2 separate regions of the Mus musculus genome follow, and region 1 is linked to region 2. The links are chromatin contacts, called in public Hi-C maps. All regions are on one chromosome and are shown on one strand. The core of a region is the stretch at or near the end of the contact, and the rest is flanking DNA. Distances in the headings are between cores, read along the strand shown. Region 1 has its middle 39 kb from the start of Gm39253. Region 2 has its middle 11 kb from the start of Gm22827.

Evidence for each region. A called contact is a pair of places that touch in the nucleus more often than the background predicts.
Region 1: a Hi-C map of cerebral cortex shows a contact between it and region 2, with 2.9 times the contacts expected there. The contact joins two enhancer-like sites. A contact is called at or near these places in 1 of 15 datasets of contacts at CTCF or cohesin (stem cell-derived epiblast-like cells), 4 of 484 Hi-C or Micro-C datasets (cerebellar granule neurons, cerebral cortex and embryonic stem cells), 4 of 115 datasets of contacts at active chromatin or transcription factors (astrocytes, embryonic basal ganglia, embryonic forebrain and 1 more) and 2 of 9 other capture datasets (embryonic stem cells and embryonic tail).

What each region holds. Positions count from the first base shown.
Region 1 is chr8:112,255,194-112,260,864 of GRCm38.p6, forward strand. No RefSeq gene overlaps it. Among named protein-coding and RNA genes, the nearest start is that of Gm39253, 39 kb to the right of the region's middle. Within about 2 kb of position 3,073, at least 19 of the 459 cell types and tissues checked have an H3K27ac peak or open chromatin away from gene starts, as enhancers often do. A contact at or near this core is called in cerebral cortex, where this site is marked.
Region 2 is chr8:112,071,184-112,076,502 of GRCm38.p6, forward strand. No RefSeq gene overlaps it. Among named protein-coding and RNA genes, the nearest start is that of Gm22827, 11 kb to the left of the region's middle. Within about 2 kb of position 1,303, at least 4 of the 459 cell types and tissues checked have an H3K27ac peak or open chromatin away from gene starts, as enhancers often do. A contact at or near this core is called in cerebral cortex, where this site is marked.

The DNA.
Region 1 (5,671 bases), core at 1,823-4,322, 190 kb after region 2:
GTCCTGTGAAGGCTCTATGCCCCAGTGTAGGGAAATGCCAGGGACAGGAAGCAGGAGTGGGTGGGTTGGTGAGCAGGGGTAGGGGTAGGGGGTAGGGGTTTTTGGAGGGGAAACCAGGAAAGGGGATAACATTGAAAATTTCTAATAAAAAAATAGAAAAAAAAAGAAATAAGACAAATGCAGATTGAAAAGTCTTTTAATTTTAGCCATCTCTTCCTGTATTCCTCCCTTGCCCCCCCCGCCCCCCCGTCTCCTCTCCCTTCCCAGCTAGATCCTCCCATTTCAATCCCCTAACTCATCCATCCATTACTGTCTTATTTCCCCTTTCTAGGGAGACCCTCTCCCATTCCCTTACTCTATACCTAACCTCTGTGGTTCTATGGATTATAGCTTGTCTATCATTCATTGACTTACCTAATATGCACAGATAGGCAGGCAAATACTTAGCAAATTTGTCTTCTGAGCCTGGGTTACCTCACACAGGGTGATCTTTTCTCTAGTTTTATCCATCTACCTGTGAATTTCATTTTTTTTTTTGATGGCTAAGTAACATTTCATTGAATAAATGGACCACATTTTCCTTTACCCATTCATCTGCTAAGGGACATCTATGTTGTTTGCCATTTCTGTCTCTTATACATAGAGCAGCAGTGGACATGGTTGACCAAATGTCTCTGTGGTAGGATAAAGTCGCCTTACTTCACATTGTGAGAAGAGGACATTTTGGAAAGTTTTCTTCCCATTTTGAAACCATGAGAATGGCAATCCTAACCCCAGGCAAATCTGAGCTACTTATGGCTTAGCACAGTGTATTTAACTCCACTTTTATCAGAGCCGCGTCCGTTCAAAGTGTTAGATGGGATTGAATCTTATAAGTAGCTTTACTGGGTTGTATTGGCTTGTACCCTAAGTCCAAAGGGATAGTTGGACAGGTGATAGTTTCCAAAAAGTGTTCATGATGTTACTCTCTCAGTTCTCGGGAGCCAGTCACTTCAGTGGCAGAGCGATTCCACACCTTGATTCCACATGTAGGCTTTTTTGTTTATTTGGAGGTACAAAAGATCTTAGGAGGTTTAGAAAGTCATTGTGACAGCATGCGTATAATGTGAAGCAAATAACGAACTGATTTTTTGTTTAAGAGTAGGGGTTGTGCCTCTAGTTTAACTGTAGCTGTTTTATACCCGTTTTGTTCTCCCTTCTAGTTTTACATTATAGGGTGAGGGAAAGAGGTGGAAAGACATTCCTGCAATCAAATACTATTTCTAAGTAGCAGCCACCTTCCCCTTGAATCCACTGTAAATCCTCTAGGCCATAATCTCTCAACGAATATAGAGCCCTGTTCTCCTGGCCAAGATGCTAAATATCATTTCAAAGTGATTAAAACACTCAGGTGATAAAATTTCCCAATAACACTTCTCACTTTATGACCATTTCTTTGAATGGTCTCCCAAAGACGAAGAGGCAATAATGTGTGGGCTTTTGATATTAAGTATTTAGAGACTCTAATAACTCGATATTAATATTTATAAAACATGTATGGCAGGAGTGCTAACGTTTAATGAAAATGTCTCAAATTACATTAGTCTTATTAGATTGACCCGTATACTAGCAAGATATAAATTATGCATTTTCTCATTGATCCTTGACAAGTTTTTATATGGAAATATGATTGATGGGATGTTTGTGGACTTTGGAAACATTCCACGAGGCATTTAATGGAGTGTCGGGACTTATCACCAGTAGGAGGTTCAGCAGGTTAATTGTTCTCAGATAACTCTTCCTTATCAAGGACAGGACAGTCCTACTTCTTGTCTTGCCTGATTCTTTAAAATAGTAATGATATAGTACACAATTTGCTCAACAAAACAGTGATAACGGTAACAAGGTAAATGTTATTAGATGCAAAGAAAAAATAATATGAAACAGCTAATATTGACTTTCTTAAAAAAAAAGTGTTTTCTGGCCTCAAGATAGCCAAGAATTTTCTCAGTTAAAAAAAAAAAAAACCAAGGTATCTAAGTGGGCGTCACCTTATATTCTAGGAATTAAGATGGGGCTGGAGGAGAAGTTGCATTCAGACAAAAGACCTAGCGAGTATTTTCTCGAAACCTCTATACAAATGGCAGTTAATGCCGTGGCTTAATTTCATCGCTAGAGGCCTTGTTGCATATTTCATTCATTTTAAGTGTTTCCTTTTTTAGAGCCAGAATGAAAATACAATAATTGCAGAGCCCACGATTAGCCAGCTGCTTAGCAGTTCTGTCTTACGAGTATTTGATGACTTTCGCCCCACCCCCTCCCAGAAATGAATAGCAAGCGGACAACGTTGAGGGTAGACAATGCCTTTTTTGTGTGTGTGTTGACATAATCGCTGCCCCTTTCCGAAGAGCAACAGGGGTTCTGGCAGTGTGAGCTACCTGTGTGTCTTAAAGGTCTGAAAACAACAGAACCCCCAACAGGGAGACCGGTTACCCCCTCTCCCGCCCCCTTTTGGTGGAGATGTAGCCAGTTGCCTTCAATGGATTTTGCCACCGTTTGCCTCTGGCTCTAAGTCTGAAACCTTTACTGAAAGACCAAATAGATGTTTGTCAAAATCCCTGCGTCTGTGTCCAGCTCCTCACCCTCACAGCGCAGATTAAAACGATAGCAGCGATTCAGAACCATGCCTCCCCGTCCTTGATCCGCACCCCACTGCAGCCAAGCGACTGTCAGTCAGGTAAATATTTTGAAAAGAGATATTTGACAGAATGGTCAGGCTCAGGGCTGGCAGGCCTTATGGATTCCCATAAAGTAACGCTTTTTTGACGTTTGGGTTGTAGTCATTTCTTCTTATGGCCAGCTGGCTAGAAAACTGCCCTGCATGTCACGCCTGTGACCGAAAGCGAGGCATGCCTTTCGACGAGCTGACTGGAGAGGGAGGTTCTGTATTTGTTCCATTTCTAGTTTTTCAATTTCTGACAGACTGATGGATCTTAAATGTTTGGAAGAATCAGCCAGTGATCCCTAACCAAGACCAGCAAGAGCCCCACCCAAGAGGCGTTTATACTTGTTTCCAGCACCAGGGACCGAATAGAGCAGCCTGTCACTCTGCGAGCAAGCTCCAACGCAGCATCATTTGGCTGCAGGTTCTAGTGTTCTCCTTAAGTTACCCTGCTCCCCCTCGCCACCTCTCTGCTTTTTTTTTTAATTATCTTTCCTGTGCACAAAGATGTACACATAGGACTCCCGCTCTCTCCCCCCCCCCCCCAAAGGAGGGGGGATTGCCTACAATAAGGCCATCTCTTCTTTCTAATCCCAGCGTATATCTGCAGCCTGTAAAGAAATACCATTTGCATTTTTCAGTCTCCAGTTCCCCAGGATCATGAACTATGCCCTGGTTAGTAGTGATCAAGTTTGCCTTTGATGTATCTTTGCTCTTTATTCTTAAAACAATGAACCAAGCAAGCTTTTGTCAGACTCCCCACAATCATACTACCTTCTGTGTTTTACACTTCCGGATTGGACTTGAGTTTTTCTATCATCCTTCCATTTAGTGGTACCTTCAGGTACTTCCCCCCCCCCCCCCCCCGGGGAAGTATTGGTCTTTTATGTTTATACAGTAGAGGTCTTTCCATCAGTCACATGTACAAAGGGAATGCATTCTGTGTTCCTTCAGGTGATGCAGGCCCTTGTCCTTAGCATTTCACGTTGGCTAACTTCAATGTTAGGAACCAGTAGTTGTGATTAATAGTAATAAAAAAAAATGATTTAGCAAAACATCTTACTAAATGTTCAAGGCACAAAAATCATGCCTTTTATGTTTTTATGCATAGCAACTCTGAGGTCCACATTATTAGTTCTATTTCCTGTGGGCATGTATGCATGTTCATGGATACACAGGTACATGCGTGTGCTGGTGTTCATGTGTATGGGCATAGGTATGTGTATGGATAATGTATATACTCTCTGTGTAATTTTTATTTCAATATTTCTTTGTTTGATATAATGTTCTTATTGTTTTTGTTTTCTTTGTCCATATGTTCATAAAACTTTTAATATTTAAAGAATATATATTTTAGGATCAACTGTTATGCTATGACCATGCACACTAAGAAACCTATTATCAGCATATTTATTTACTGATCCTTAGCCTATCTCTAAATGAAAAGAAATTACTGGCAGATATCACATGGGAATTTCTAGTTTATCAGTTTTATAGGTAAATATGCTTTGGTGTGCTAATCAATTCACTAATGGGTACTCTGTACCAGCAATTGAATAAATGAATAATCTCTCTCTCTCTCTCTCTCTCTCTCTCTCTCTCTCTCTCTCTCTCTCTCTCTCTCTCTCTGTTTTTCTTTCTCTCTCACTATGTAGCCCTGAATAGCCTCAAACTTATGATCTTTTTGCCTCTGTCTTCCAAATGCAGCTATTACAGGCACTGGCTTAGAGTCACATGGGGAGATGGAACCTCAACTAAATAAGTTGTCCAGATCAGATTAGCCTGAGGGGTATTTTCTTAACTGCTGATTGATGTAGAAGGACCCAGCCCACCTTGGGGGTTACAATTCCTAGGCTGGTGTGTGTGTGTGTGTGTGTGTGTGTGCTGTATAAGATAGTTAGCAGGGCAAGCCAGTAAGCAAGCAGCATTCTTCTGTGTGTTTTCTGCTTTAAGCACCTGCTATGAGTTCCTGTCATATATATATATATTGGACTGTAACCTGTAAACTGAAATACCCCCCTTTTCTCTTCCAAGTTGCTTTTGGTAATGATGTTTATCACAGCAACAAAGAAGACAGGTTACTGTCCCCAGCTTGGAATAAACTTTCATGACCTCTTTAATACACACACTTAAAAATTTACTGAATTAATTGACTTCTATTGCACTCAGTCTCAAAGGTAAACCATTTTCAGTTATGAAAATAATAAACACATTTAAAAAGTGGTATTTTAGTATTTGTGCTGGTACATAGAGGCCCAGGCTACCTTCAACCTTGTGCTGAGGATTCCTTTCCAGGGGGCAGCAACCAATGGAGAGGTCAGAGTGCCAAGGAACAGAGACAGGTTGCTCTCCCCTCAATGAGACATCTCTATTAACCCCCATCAAGGCTTAGCAAGCATCACAGAGGAAGGGGAGGAAAGGATGCAGGAGCTAGGGGCTAGGGGAGAGAACCGTGATGCTGTGCTGTCTTCTGGACATGACTGCTGTGTCACTCATGAACTCAAGGCAGCTGTTAGCCAAGGTCCCAGTATAGATGGAGTAGAGTAGATGGTCTGCAGGCCCTAGGCTTTACTAAGAAGCTATGTGCAGTGGAGAGTTGCTGGGAGGGAAACAATCATTCTTGTTTAATGATGTGGCCACTGGTAGGTTTTCCATGCTTCAGAAGATACGCCACATCAATGCACATATAAGCAGCACTAAATGGACTTAGTGATATACATATACATATATATATATATATATATATATATATATATATATATATATATAACACATATATACAATACACATATATATATATACATATATGTATATATACAGATACATATATACAGATATGCTCATATATATGTATACATCTATACATATACAGATAATTTTATGAATATGAATATATGATCATATATATGAATATGCATGGAATTAAGACTGTTTTGAGATTTATGGGGAAAAGATTGTATAGTATTACAT
Region 2 (5,319 bases), core at 53-2,552:
TGTGAACCATCATGTGGTTGCTGGGATTTGAACTTACGACCTTCTGAAGGGCAGTCGTTCTTATGAGTCGTTCTTCTGAGCCATTTCTCCAGCCCCTTGTTTTACTTTTTAAATGAAAGCATCACTGTATATGCTAGGCATAGGACTTGTAATCCTAACACATGGGAGGGGAGGCTGTGGGGGGAGGCATCCTAAGCTCAAGACCATAGTTTGGTTCACAGCAAATGCAAGTTTGAGGCCAGCCTGAGCTTCGCCAGACCCTGTCTCAAAAAGCAAAACAAAAATAGAAGTTTTCTCCGTTTAGAGAGAGAACAAAATGTATGTGCTTGGAGCATCGTGTACTGCTGCTCGTGTCTTTGTCTCTAGGCTTACTTTCCCTGGGTAGCTCCCTCACGTTTCCTTCTTCCTTCCTTTCCATTTATTTGTGTGTGGTGTCTGCATGTGCTTGCCGGTGTAGGCAGGTGTGAAGGTCGGAGGTCGGAGGTCCGGAAGTCCGTGCTGGGTTTATTCCTCTACTGCCCGCTATTGTTCTCTTCTTGAACTTTTTGAGAGAGGCTCCCTCGTGGAACCTGGCTCATTTGAGCTAGCGTAGCTGGCCAGTGAGATCTCTGGTTCCCCCTGTTTCTGCTTTCCGGTGCTGGGGTCACGGACCTGGATGGTGATGCCTTGATTTTTACCGTAGGTGCAGGGGATGTGAACTCGGGTCCTCATGATTTTGCAGGAATGCCCACTGAACCTTCTAGCTAGCCCCTCTTTCCTTTTTATCTTTCTTTTGCTATGGGATCTTGCTGTATAGCTTGTGCTTGCCTTGCTGGCTTTGAACTCATGCCAATCCTCCTGCATCAGCCTTCTTAAAAATACATGTATTTTCATTTACGGGTATGTCTGTGTGAATGCATGCCACATGTGCGCGGATGGCCTTAGAGGCCAGAAGACAGTGTGAGAAACCCTGGAGCTAGAGTTGCAAGTGGTTGTGAGCCACCTGACCTGGTTTTGGGAGAGCAGTAAGTGCTGAGCAATCTCTGTTTTGACAACAACCCTAACCCAGTTTCTTTGAACGTCCTTACGCAGGGCATGCAGGACGAGCATGCGCACTGTCATCGGTGGTAGTGATTTATCTCCATTCAGCAGTAGATTAATAAGACTGTAATAAAGGAAGTTGTTTTGGATCCCTTTAGACCAAAGAAAGCGTGGGAACAAACGGCTTGGCAAAAGCAAGAAATCCAATTTGGATAGAAGTCTGGTTAGAGGGAGGGACACAGTCGGTGCTAAGTCTAGGGAGAAAAAAACGTGTGAAGCCTGGGCGGAAGTGCCCGGTGCTGCCAAGTCCCTGAGCACCGAGCAGAGCATTTCGCCTTAAATGAAAGACCACAGATCTGCTCGTGAATCACAAAGATGAAGGCCAGTGGAGTCAGGCAAACCTGGGCTCAAATCGCGGCATCGCCATTTACTGGATATCAGCCTAACTTTATGTAGGTTAAAATACAGGCCATCCACGGTCACTTTCCATCTTTTCTCTTTTCTTTCATGGTCTCAGTAGTAAACCTTATGATTAATACCTTATGTCCACTAGGCAAACACTGCCACTGAGCTATATCTCCAGCCCTCTTCATTGGAATGTGTGTGTGTAAGTGTGTGTGTATGTATATGTGTGGGAGACTGAAAGGGTGGAGGCTGAGATGGAGTCTCACATAATTCAGCTTTGAACTCACTGTGTAGCCAGTGTGTGCGCGTGTGTGTGTGTGTTGTGTGTGTGTGTATGTGGGTATGTGTGTATTCAGATTTGAACTATGTAGCTAAATTACCTTAGACTTCGGGGTGACCCCACTACACCTTCTCAAGTACTGTTATCACAGGGGCGCGCCACCACACTCAATTTTAGCCCCCGCTTTTTGTTTTTGCTTAAAATATTTTAACCAATTAATTGTGTATGTGAACGTATAGGCCAAAGGTCAACCTTGTACCATTCCTCAGAATCTCTCCACATTGCTCCTTGAGACAGCATCTCCCAGGGGGAGTAGGGGCTTGCCAAGAAGGTTAGCTAGCTAACCAGCCCCACGGATTAACCTGTCTCTGAATTGCCACCATGCATAGCTTTTTGTGTGGATGGTGGGACCAAAGTCAGGTCCTTGTGCTTGTGGGTAAGCTCTTTAGGACTGTGGGCAAGCGCTTTAGGACTGTGAGCCCTCACCCCAGCCTGAGAAGAATCCATTATTCCGTCTGTAGATGGACACAAGGGAAGTTCACTTTGGAGCCGTTCTTTTTTGTGGTGTTCTTTTCCTGCTCTTTTCTGTTTCCATCACAATAATTGATTATATATGTGTGTGTGTGTACTTTTTTTTTTTTTTTTTGAGATGGTTTCTCTGTGTAGCCCTGGCTGTCCTGGAACTCACTCTGTAGACCAGGCTGGCCTCGAACTCAGAAATCTGCCTGCCTCTGCCTCCCAAGTGCTGGGATTAAATGCATGCACCACCACTGCCTGGCATTTATTTATATTTGTATGTATGTATGTATGTATGTATGTATGTATATATGTATGCGGTGGTACTGGGGGTCAAACCCAGGGCTTCACACATGCTAGGCTAGTAGAGTCTACTACTCCATCCTAGATTTGACCTTGACAGAATCCTGGGAAGGGTGGTTACTTCTTTTTTCCTGAGGTAAGATGCCACCATTTCCATGTTGACCATGTTGACACTCATAGACGAGGGGGCCAGAGAATGTCTCCACGTTTTATTTTGTTTCTTTTTCTTTCTTTCTTTTTCTGTTTTATTGAAAATAAACTCCCCCTCTCCACACATAATATAACCTGAATACAGTACCCCTCTACTTCTCTCAGGCCCTCCCCTCCCCCTCTCCCTTTCCACCTCCTTTCTGTCTCTCATTAGAAAACAAACAAGTGGGCTGGTGAGATGGCTCAGCAGGTAAGAGCACTGACTGCTCTTCCAAAGGTCATGAGTTCAAATCCCAGCAACCATATGGTGGCTCACAACCATCTGTAACGAGATCTGACGCCCTCTTCTGGAGTGTCTGAAGTCAGCTACAGTGTACTTACATATAATAAATAAAAAAAAAAAAGAAAACAAACAAGCTTCTGAGGGGTAATAATAAAATAAAATATAATAAGACTAAAAATATACAATAAAATAAAAAAACCTAACACGTTGACATAAGACAGGACAAACAAACAGAAGGGAAAGAGCCCAGGAAAAGGCACAGGAAATTGACACAGACACAGAGACCCACTTATTCACACAGTTGGGAATTTCATAAAGCATCAAGCTGGAAGCCACACTGTATATACAGAGGATCTGTAGGACAGCCATCTATATCTAATCTATATCTGTGTCTACATCTGTATCTAATCTATATTTAACCCAATCTACATCTAATCCATATCTAATCTATATCTAGTCTATATCTATATTCATATTTAATCTATATCTGTAATCTATATCTAATCTATATGTATATCTATATCTAATCTACATCTATATCTATCCCTGACAAGACATTATGAGACAGGGAGACTCCAAAGACGCCATGGAGTTCATTTTCTGCTGGGCACGCAGCCAACACTTAAAGAGTAGTTTATTTCCCCGATGCGATTCCCTTGGAGAAAACTAAATTTTCATTTGCAAGTGCTTATCAGTTAGAAGCAGCTTCTGGATTAGGGATGGGGGCATTCGTCCACTTCTCCTTTCAGCTCTGGGACCCCATCTGGCGCCTGCTGCCTCAGTCTCTGTGAGTCCCTAAGTTCAGCAATCATGTTGATTTAGAGGTCCTCCTTTCTTCGGCGTCCTCCATCCCCTGTGGCTCTTACACTCTTTCTGCCTCCTCTTCCACGGGGTTCCCTGGGTCCTGAGGGACATCCCTTTTAGGGCTGAGTGTGCCAGGTCTCTCACTCTCTGCATGCTGTCTGGCTGTGGGTCTCTGTATTTGTTCCCATCTGCTGCAGGAGGAAGTGTCACTGATGACGGCTGAGCGAGGCACTGATCTATGAGCATAGCAGAATGTCATTAGGAGTCATTTTATTCTGACTTTTTTTTTTTTTGTAGAATAATTGTATTTGATTTTTGCTATAGGTCCCTAGGCTATCTATCTAGTCTCAGGTTTTTGATCACCCAAGCAATGTGAGGTATGGGTTCCATCTTGTTAAGTAGACCTGGAGTCAAATTAGATATTGATTGGTGACTCCCACAAGATTTGTGCCACCATTGTCCTGGCATATCTTGCACGTAGGACACTGTTGCAGACAAAGGGTTTGTGGCTGGTTTTTACATTTCTCCTTTGGTAGGATTCCGAGTACTTTGCTGTCCCAAGGACACTAGTGAAGGGTCTATGTAGGCACGAGATTGACGACCCCGTGTTTAATGAGTTGTGCAGGGCTTGTCTTCAGTAATGGAGACTTGTTGTCAGTGAAGAGCAACTCATAGTCTTGGCAACAGCCTGGGTTGTGTGTGTGTGTGTGTGTGTGTGTGTGTGTGTGTGTGTGTGTGTGTGTGTGTGTGGTGGTTCCCTTGGGACCTCTTTGGTCAACAATTCCATTAGATATACCCTATTCCCAGTACTGGAAGCTTCATTTGGTGACAAGAGATGGCTGTTGGGAGCTCTATCTCCTGCATTATTTGGCAGTTCCATTTAGGATTACATTAGGAAGCTTCTACTGTGTTAGGTTTCCATACTACTCCTCAAATAGCCTTTACTTGTAGTTATCTGTTCTTGTATTTCTTCCCTTATCCGCTTTTCCCCCTCCCTCTTCCCACTTAACCCTTTCATTCCAACCTGCCCTCTCCAATCCATCCATGACTGTCTATTCTATTTCCCTCTCCTAGTGAGATCTATCTGTACCTGTTCCCCTCAAAGTCCCGTATTCTATATGTCACCTCTGTGGTTCTATGGATTGTAGCTTGTTTACCATTGACCTAACATATATAAGTGAGGACACACCATATTTGCCTTTGTGGGTCTGGGTTACCTCAATCAGAATGACTTTTTTGTAGTTCCATACATTTACCTGTGAACTTCATGATTCTATTTTATTTTATTTTTTTTAGCGGCTAAGTAGTATTCCACTGTGCTACATTGTATAAACGTAGCACATCTTCTTCATCCATTCATCTGCTGAGGACATCTAGATTGTTTCTAATTCCAGGTTATCATGGACAGAGAAGCAATGAGCATGGTTGAATAAGAGGTTTTGTGGGAAGATGAAGTATCCTTCAGACGAATGGTCAAGAGTGAACCTCCAAGTTTCAGAGCAAGAAGAAGCCTAGAGTTGGTTTGGTAAGTACACATTGTTAATCTAGCCACGTGGGA